Regions from separate parts of the Sus scrofa genome. Here region 1 is linked to region 2. The links are chromatin contacts, called in public Hi-C maps. All regions are on one chromosome and are shown on one strand. Each heading gives the region's core, a stretch centred on a gene start, on an enhancer-like site or on the middle of the called end of the contact. The rest is flanking DNA. Distances are from core to core; before and after follow the strand shown. Region 1 holds the start of VAPB (VAMP associated protein B and C). Region 2 holds the start of PPP4R1L.

Evidence for each region. Hi-C and Micro-C count contacts between places; a contact is called where the count stands out from the background.
Region 1: a Hi-C map of alveolar macrophages shows a contact between it and region 2, with 2.2 times the contacts expected there. The contact joins the promoter of VAPB here to the promoter of PPP4R1L in region 2. A contact is called at or near these places in 1 of 5 promoter capture datasets (liver), 4 of 47 Hi-C or Micro-C datasets (alveolar macrophages, heart right ventricle and liver) and 2 of 2 datasets of contacts at active chromatin or transcription factors (alveolar macrophages and skeletal muscle).

The regions. Positions count from the first base shown.
Region 1 is chr17:58,592,342-58,596,623 of Sscrofa11.1, forward strand. It overlaps VAPB (VAMP associated protein B and C), which reads left to right and starts at 2,408. Exons shown (of 6, transcript NM_001123213.1): 1 at 2,408-2,802. The coding sequence starts at 2,745.
Region 2 is chr17:58,513,202-58,517,861 of Sscrofa11.1, forward strand. PPP4R1L reads right to left here and starts at 1,621. Exons shown (of 13, transcript XR_002340199.1): 1 at 1,585-1,621; 2 at 1,401-1,446. RAB22A (RAB22A, member RAS oncogene family) reads left to right here and starts at 1,784. Exons shown (of 7, transcript NM_001123174.1): 1 at 1,784-2,064; 2 at 3,020-3,099. The coding sequence starts at 2,029.

The DNA.
Region 1 (4,282 bases), core at 1,158-3,657, 80 kb after region 2:
CTCCATATGCCGAGGGAGCAGCTCAAGAAATGGCAAAAAAGACAAAAAAAAAAAAAAAAAAAAAAAAAAAAAAAAAAAAGAGAGCGAGAGAGAGACCCCAGAGAGCAAAAGAACAGCTGCCGAGGAACCAGAAAGTAGGCTCTTGCCTGGCACAGAATTTGCTGGTGCTCTGATGTTGAACTTCCCAGGCTCCAGAGCTGTGAGAAATAAATACCGTTGTTTGAGCCATCCACTCCCTATGGTATTTTTGTTCTTGTTTTTGTCTTTTTTGGGCTGCACCTGAGGCATATGGAAGTTCCCAGGCTAGGGGTCCAATCAGAGCTGCAGCTGCCGGCCTACACCACAGCCACAGCCACATTCAAGTGGGATCTGAGCCTCACCTGCGACCTACACCACAGCTCATGGCAACGCTGGATCCTTAACTCATGAGCCAGGCCAGGGATCAAACCCACGTCCTCATGGAAGCTAGTCGGGTTCGTGACTGCTGAGTCACGACAACGGGAACTCCCTTTATAAGGTATTTTGTTAGAGCAGTCTGAATGGGCTAAGACAATAAATTAAAAGGTATATTGTGATAAGACTGTAGAACCCCAGGACAGGAAAAAAACAGATTATTTTTGCAGGAATAACGAGGAGATTGTCATCTGAAAGCTCAGCCAGTAACAGTGGGAGCTGGAAATCAGTGGTGGCATCTTCTCAGTGCTGAGAGTAAATGATTGTCCCTCTAGGAAACCAGGCAAAATACCTCTCAAAACAAGGGAAATATAAAGTTTGTTTTTTGGTTTTTGTCTTTTCTAGGGCCTCACCCACGGCAGATGGAGGTTCCCAGGCTAGGGGTCCAATCAGAGCTGTAGCTGCTGACCTACACCACAGCTCACGGCAATGCGGGATCCTTAACCCACTGAGCGAGGCCAGGGATCGAACCTGTAACCTCATGGTTCTTAGTCGGATTCCTTAACCACTGAACCACGACAGGAACTCCTAAAGTCATTTTCAGGTGAACAAAAACCAAGGGCATTTGCTCCAACAAACCCTCACTGAAATAGAATTTAAAGGTTGTACTTAAGGGACAAGGAAAGTGATCCTAGTTTTAAGTTCTGAGAAGCAAGAAGATGAGCAAAGAAATTGGTAACAGTGTGATTGAGTCTAAATTAACACTGACTGTATACAGCAATTTAGTAATGACTCACTGAGGTGAAAAAGGAAAAGATTAAACTGAAAATATACTACAATTAAGGCATATTATTTAGTATATGGGTCATTATAGTACCCCTAAGTGCTTTTATTTTCAGGTAGTAAGGTGAAGAGTAATCACTAAAACAACAGAAACAGAGTATGAAAGAGGAAGAAAAGCGGAATGAGAAAAAACATCAGCACCCAAGGAGCATGAAAGGAGAGGAAAAAAAAAAAAAAAAAAGCAGGCATGGCAAATAGAAGGGGCAAATAAGATGGTAGAAATAAATCCAGATAGATCGTAAATATAATAAGTATAAATGCACCAAATGCTCTAGTTAAAAGACAAAGATTATCTTTAAAAAAACCTTTTATTATGAAGAATTCCAAGCGTACTGAAAAATGGGAAGAATAGTGCAAAGAAACCACATATGCCTGCTATGTAGAGTCAGTATTAGCTCTTTGCTGTGTTTCGTCTATACATATATATTAAAGGGGACTATTAATAACATATTTCATGTCGTGAACATTATAAATGGAATAAAATTTAAATGTCAATAGTGAAGCAGAGTGTTCACATTTGAGGCCAAGAAGATCTGGGTTCTCAGTAATTTTTAATGAACTTTTTTGTGCGGTTATTTATTCACAGGTTGTCCCTCCTACCGGCTCTAGGGAGAGGGTAGAAACCAGGTCAACATTTCTGCTTCTGGTGTTTCTAAATATTTGTTGCATTTAGTAGCACAGGATTCAGCACCGTATTTGTTAGTAAACATTTCACGTAGAGTAGATTTTATTTAATACAATTGATGCTGCTGTTATCCAAAGCGCTCAGCAGAGTGGCACAAAATAAGCAAGCAGTAATTGGTACCTTACTAAATTTATATTTATTGTTTACCATACGTCACAGTGCCTAGCACACATCATTCACCAATAAACATTATGTTTATAATAAGAATAAATAGTGTTTTCATCATTATTCAGTCTCTAAGTGCCTGGCACCGCACAAACAAGGGAAAGTGGAAGTTCATTCTTATTAATTATTATTATTGAGTAAAGCACTTAACACAAAGCCAGGCCCCCAAGGACGTTCAGTAAATAGTCTCCCCCGCGACGGCCCAAGACTCCCGGCGTCCCGGACCCGCCCCTCCCCGGGACTGCGCGGCGCCCCGCCCCCTGCCGCCCGGCAGCCCCGCCCCCACGGCCAGCGCTGCGCTTGCGCACTGCCCGGCAGGGGCTCCGCGCGCGCTCAGCTCCCCACAGCCCGAGCGCGCGCCCGGGCCGAGCAGGCCAGCCTGCTGCGTGCGTGCGTGCGTGCGTGCGTGCGTCGCTGCGTGCGTCGCTGCGTGCGTGCGTGCCGTGCGCTCGCCGGGCACCGCGGCCTCGCCCTCGCCCTCCGCCCCTGCGCCTGCACCGCGTAGGCCGCCCCCCGCGCGCACCCCGTCGGCGACCCCCGCCCGCGCCCCGGCCGGCCCCCCCTTTTCCAAATTTAAAGGGGGCGCAGCCTTAACGCTTCTCGCCCCAGGTGACCTCTCAGGGGTCTCCCCGCCTGAGGTGCCCCGCTGCCGAGGAACATGGCGAAGGTGGAGCAGGTCCTGAGCCTCGAGCCGCAGCACGAGCTCAAATTCCGAGGTAAGCCCGGAGGCCCGCCATCTTCGGCCGCGGGCCGGGCCCGCCGCCCCGCACCCCCTCCCGCGCTCCGGAGGGCCTGGCGGCGCGGCCGTGACGTCGGCCCCCGGCCCGCGGCCCCCGCCCGCTCCCCCCCGACGGCGCGCCCGCCCCGCGCCCCCGGGCCGCCAGGCGTCCGTGCGCGGGAGTCCAGGGCCTGCTCCTCCACAGCCTCCCTGCGCCTCGCCCTCGAGACACTCGCACAGTTGCCAGTGTAACTGTTCCTGTCCAGTGTGCGGCCTCCGCCCTGGTGTGGGCGCCTTCGCCGAGAAGGTTTTTCGCCTGCTCGGGGCATAGGTCAGCTGTCACCTGCCCAGGGAGGACGCCTGCAGCCGGTCCCCGTCGCATGTGTTCGTGGGCAGGTCGGCTCTTGCCACGACCTGGAAGGACCGTTTCCGCGCTTGTTTACCCTGCTGGTACACTAGAAGGGAAACTCCATGAGGACAGGACCGTGTCACGTCTCCGCTTCCTGCCCCGCACGTCCTAGGGGCCTAATAAATACCCGTTGAACAAAAGAGTGGCAGGAGCCTCCGCACACGTTCTGGCGGGACGTGGCCCAGCCTTCCTTGCCCTGCCGTCCTCATGCCCGCGGCTCACGTCTGTGCAGCGAGGGGGGCCTCGCAGGGCGGCGAGATCTTTTATCTTCCCAGAGGAAGCCCAGGGGGCCACGCGTGTTTGTGGCAAGCCAGAGCCCCTTGTAACGTCTGTCTTTATTTTCCGTCTTACCGCCCCGTCTTCTCCACCAAAATGAAAGTGCCAGGAGTCTCTTGTCTGGGACCTCATCTGACTTACCCAGTGCCATCTTTTCAAGTGCCTTGAGTAACGTAAGCTTGGCACTGGAGGGGGAGGAATGAGCCAGAGGGACAAGTTCCCCGATCTCATGCTGCGTACCTTCTAGTGAGGGGGACACACGAGCGCGCAAGCCTGGTTCAGGGAGTGGCACGTGCCGCGAAGGACCTGAAACCAGCCGGCCCTGACGAGCATCTGCTTAGACTGGACGCCCAGGGCCCTGCTGTATTGCCAGCACTTGGCTTACTGTAGGCGCTCAGTAGATGTTTGTGGAGTCGCACTGCATTCTGGCCACATGCACCCCACTTTAAATTATACTGGCAGGAAGTAGCCTAGGGTAACTTACCCAAACTTAACCCAGTTAGCACACATTTGAGCTCAGACTTCAGAGCTCACCCTCCTTAGCAGTTCTGCTGTCCCACCTCTGGGAGCTGTTCCAGTCCTGTGGCTTTACATTGCCTCCCAGGTTAACAGTCTGAAGTGACCCTAAATGTATAAACAGCTGAAGGGTGTCCAGTTAAAACCAAAACAGACCCCCTCAAAGACCTAAGGTGGATGGATTATAATTCCGCGAGAGAACTGGAGTTTGCGTGCTGTCCCGCTGGCCTGCTCCTCCAGGGTCCGGGCTGGGAGTGGAATCCCCGGATGGTGCTGA
Region 2 (4,660 bases), core at 371-2,870:
TAATCTTCATGAAAGCCTTCTGAGATGCCCATTTTGCAGATGAGGCCAGTCAGGCTCAGAGTGGTACAGTGACTTGGCCAGGATCACACAGCCAGTAAAGACTGGCCAGCTGATTCCAGAACCCACACTCCTAATTGCTGGCCCCTTCAAGTGTCATTCTGCTTCAATAAAATTGCCTCCTTCTAAAAAAGACAATGTGTGGAGTCTCCTTCGTGGCTCAGCGGTCAGAGAACCCGACTCGCATCCATGAGGACACGGGTTCAATCCCTGGCCTCACTCAGTGGGTTAAGGATCTGGTGTTGCCATGAGCTGTGGTGTAGGTCACAGATGCAGCTCGGACCCCGAGTTCCTGTGGGCTAGCCTGGGAACCTCCATATGCTGCAGGTGCAGCCCTAAAAAGACAAAGACCAAAAAGATAAATAAAGTAAAATAAAATAAAAATAAGAGAGACAATGTGTGTAAAGGGTTTAAACTGTGCCTGACCTATGGTGTTTTCAGTAAACACCAGTTCTTACTATTCTGAAACGTGCAGGTGGGGAAAGGAAGAGCCCAGTAGCCCCCCCCCCCATTAATATTGACCACCGTGATGATGTACGACCTCCTTCACCAGCAGGCATCCCCCACGTGGTAATTATCTGTTTACAAGTCTCTCCCCGGACCCTGAGTCCCTGAGAGTCAGCCTGGTGAATGGTTCATCTTTGTGGGTGCCGGGCTGGCCCAGCCCAGAACCAGCAGGTGCTCAAGAAATGTTTGTTGAATGGAAAAGCAAAGCTTCATTCACCACAATTAGGAACTTGCAAGTCCAGGAAAACCTTCCCCAGCCATCTGCCCTTAAAGCGATGTTAAAGGACAGGGTACGACGTGACAGGAGAAGGAGACCCCTGGAGAAAGGCGGGCGACAAGGGGCTCCCTGGACGAGGCGGAGGTGAGCTTGCGGCCAGGACGCGTGAGAACTCCGCGGCGGCCACCGGAGAGCCGGGCCTCCCAACTGCCCGCCCTCGGGGAAGTGCCCAGGGAGGGCAAAGCGGAGACCCGGGGGGTCGCTCCCCCACGCCCACGGCGGCCACGCCTCCTCCCGCCCAGCACCTCCGGGACTCTGGACGCCGGTCCCCGCAGGGCCGCCGCAGGGGCACGAGGAGGAGGAGGAGGAAGAAAGTGACAGGAAGTCAGAAGTGTCCCAACAACAAAAATCCTCCCGGTGGCGGGGAGGGGGCTCCGCATCTTCGGCCGCCCCGCGCAGAGAGGAGGGACCGCCACAAGTGGTCTAGACAGTTGGGGTCCCGCTCTTCTGCTCCCAACGCGCCGAGCCTAGTTTGTAGGTCCCACCCCCAAGTTCAGTGCACCCCGAATTCTGTGAGAGGTTCCCGGGCAGGGGCGGGGACGCCCCAACTGTTACTTACAATCGTCTAAGTCATCCGGCAAGTCCACAAAGTACCGGGGGAATTTCTGAAAACCAAGAGACACACAAGAAGTTACGAGGGGGCTGCGGCAGGCAGGCTCGGGGCCGGGATAGGGCTCCCCCGGCCTCGCGGGGCGATCACGGCTAGAGGGGAGGGGGCGCCCCAAGAGCCCGGCCCCACTCACCCGCCATCTTGGGATGGGCCCGGGGGCGGGGCCGGCGGGAGGGGGCGGGGCCGGCGGGAGAGGGGCGGGGAATCTGGCCTCGGGCCCCGCCCCCGGGCCCGGGCCTCCCCGCCAGCCTCGCGGCGCCGGCCGGCCCCGCCCTCTCGGCGAAGGTGGCTGCCGAGGTGGGCGGGGAGGTCAGGTGACCCGGCTGGCGTCCCAAGATGGCGGCAGCGGAGGCGCCCGGGAGCCCGCCGCACCGTCCCGGCTGCTGAGGAGGGCCCCGCGCGGCTGGCGACGGACGGGCCGGGCCGAGGGCCGGCGAACGGGCGGCCGCCGCCTAGACGCGCCCCGCAGCCGGGGCTAGGCCGTGCGGCGGCGGCGCCGGGGGATGCTCGTGCTGGGCCGGGCCTCTCCCTCCTCAACTTAGGGCGGCGGCGGGCCCGCGCCCCTTGCTCCCGGGCCATGGCGCTGAGGGAGCTCAAAGTGTGTCTGCTGGGGGTGAGTGGTGACCGGCTGGCCAGGAGGGCCGCGGGAGGCCGGGCGGGCCGGGGACCCGGGCGTGCCCACATCCCCCCGCCCCTTCCCCCAACCTCCGCGCCGGACGCCGCCTACCTGCCCCGGGACCCACCCTCCAGCCCCCGGGCCGTCCAGCCCACCGGGCCGCTCCCTCCTGAAGGTTTTGCTGGGCCGGGGGACCTTCCGCCTTGTCTGGAGCCCTAGGAGTCGTCCTGCCCCCCAGAGGATGAAGAGCCCTCCCTGCCTCCCCTTGCATCTAGGTTAAGAGCAGCTCTTGAATAGTTTCCTACCCATGTACTAGTTAGGAGTTGGCCCAGTCTTGCAAAGTAAAACCCATAACAGGCCTTTAGGTTTTACAAAGCTTGGTCTTTTGAACTTGTGGGATACCCCTGACACTTCAGGAAGAGTTACTTTTCGTGGAGCGGGGGGAGACATTCAAATCAGGAGGCCCCAAAATTAGTTTGCAGCTTAAGTTTCCTGTCTTGTCAAGGCACCTTTGCTGTTTGGGAGCATATCTGAGGTTGATGCTCTCCTGAGTTGCTGCTTGAAAGACTGATAAAGATTTCCATTGGTTTTCCTCTTTCCCAGATTGGGTGGGGCTGGGATATATCAGGGATTACTCAGAAGTAATTCAAGAGTTCAGAGTGAGTTATACAGGTCAGAAAGCAAGTGAGTTTGTCACTTTTCACACTAAGCAGAGACTTTGGGTCTTTCAGAAGGTTCTCGTGTCTCTTAAAAGCTCAAAACCCCTCTCCTACAATCCGTTTTGAAATCTCCGAAGTACTCCACTGAATGTTTATAAAGACTTCCTTGGTGTCCCTTAACTTCTAAAATTCAGGATGATTTTTCTAAAGTCCTCAGCTCTTGGCACAAGATCGTTTTCAGTGTCTTCAAGCAGGTAAACCTTTTCTGATTCACCTGTCTCATTCTCTTTCAGGATACAGGTGTGGGTAAATCCAGCATTGTGTGGCGGTTTGTGGAAGACAGCTTTGATCCCAACATCAACCCAACAATAGGGTAAGAGATGGAGCTTATTGAATATACATGTAAAGGTGTATTGAAAGTCCTTTCTCATTAAAAATGTGTCACAGGGGGCGGCATCCTCATTTTAAACTCTAGTAAATTTCGAGGCAGTGGTTCCTTTTGTCTCAGGAAGGGCTTAAAACCCTCACAGATTGCTGGGTTTTAGAAAAATTGGCTTTTGATTTCGTGAAAACTTCAAAATGGAAACATGAGTTTAAGTTTGTTTTAGAATACACATAATGCCTTCAGCCTGTGACTATAACACCAATTACATCTTGAAATAAGGCAGAAGAAAACAGGTCCTAATAATTTTTTTCCAGCATGTCAACTGAAAGAAATTTTAGGTGGCTTTAGTTCTTTCTGAAAAGTAGTTTATGGTCTTTCTGAACCTTTCTCACACCTTCCTGCACTAGGAGTAATGATGAATTGATAAATTAATGTCAAACCGTAAGGGTTTTTTTCAGGTATCTGGTTCTTAGAATAAGCGAAATTGGCTATAGGCTTTTTGACTTTGCGAAAACTTTCCCGAGTGTTTAAATGTGATATTAACTCTTTCTCTTGAGAAGTTTTGTTTCATGGATTTTAGTATTTTGTTATTGCTGGTAAAACTAAGTAGCTGCTCTGCAAACCCCTGATCACATAGTTTCTCCCATTTAAAGAAATTGTGTTCCGCCCAATTGGGAGCTATGTTACAGCACATCCACACGCATCCGAAGGCGTGACGGTGCCGCAGCCACTCACTTTGCGAGGTGAAAATGCCTTCCAGGACCCTTCAAGAGAGAACTGCGTCTGTCCACACGCTTAAGGTGTGAACTCATCCTCCTCAGGGCCTGCGTGTCACTACCTGCCTGGGAAAGCGAATGGACAGGAAGTGAGAGCAGGGAGAGCTGGCGACTCAGAGAATGACGCACCTCACCCCACGTCAGCGCTGACCACCCCAAGGCTGGCTTGGGTGGAAGTGCGCTCTCAGACGAGAAGAGGGGAGACGGAGGGTCTAGCTCTGGCAGTCATGCGGAGGCCTGGGGCGCGGTCCTGGGCATCCCCGCTTCCCTGTCTGCCAGCCCCCCTAGTCCGACAGGTGCTGGGGTCTTTAACCTCCTGGAGTCCCACTCTCTGCACTGGGTGGTCTAGGCTCACACCCGCAGAAGAGACAGATACGAGGCTTTCCACTCATCCCCTCCCCCTTCCTTCTCCTCGGCAGGTGTCTTCCTCCTTCATGACCACCCCCCACACACCTGAGCTCCGGAGCCCCCCTTCCTCCCGTCTCCCCTTTCTTCCGCCGCTCTGCCTCCGTGTGGGGGCCTGCAGAGGCGCCCCCACTCTGCAGGCGCCGCCAGGGCAGGGCCATTCCCCACACCTGCCGTGCAAACCACGGGACTCGAGAAAGAGAAGTTACTGCTTCCTCAACTGCTGCTTCTCCTCAACCACCATGGTCGCTGTCCCACCCCTACCGTCCCCTCAAACCTCCTGCCCTCGGTACCTCGCTCCATCTCATTGCCAAAGCCACAGGCTCATTTATTTGTCCGCTCATTGAGTGCCCACTGGGTGCCAGATG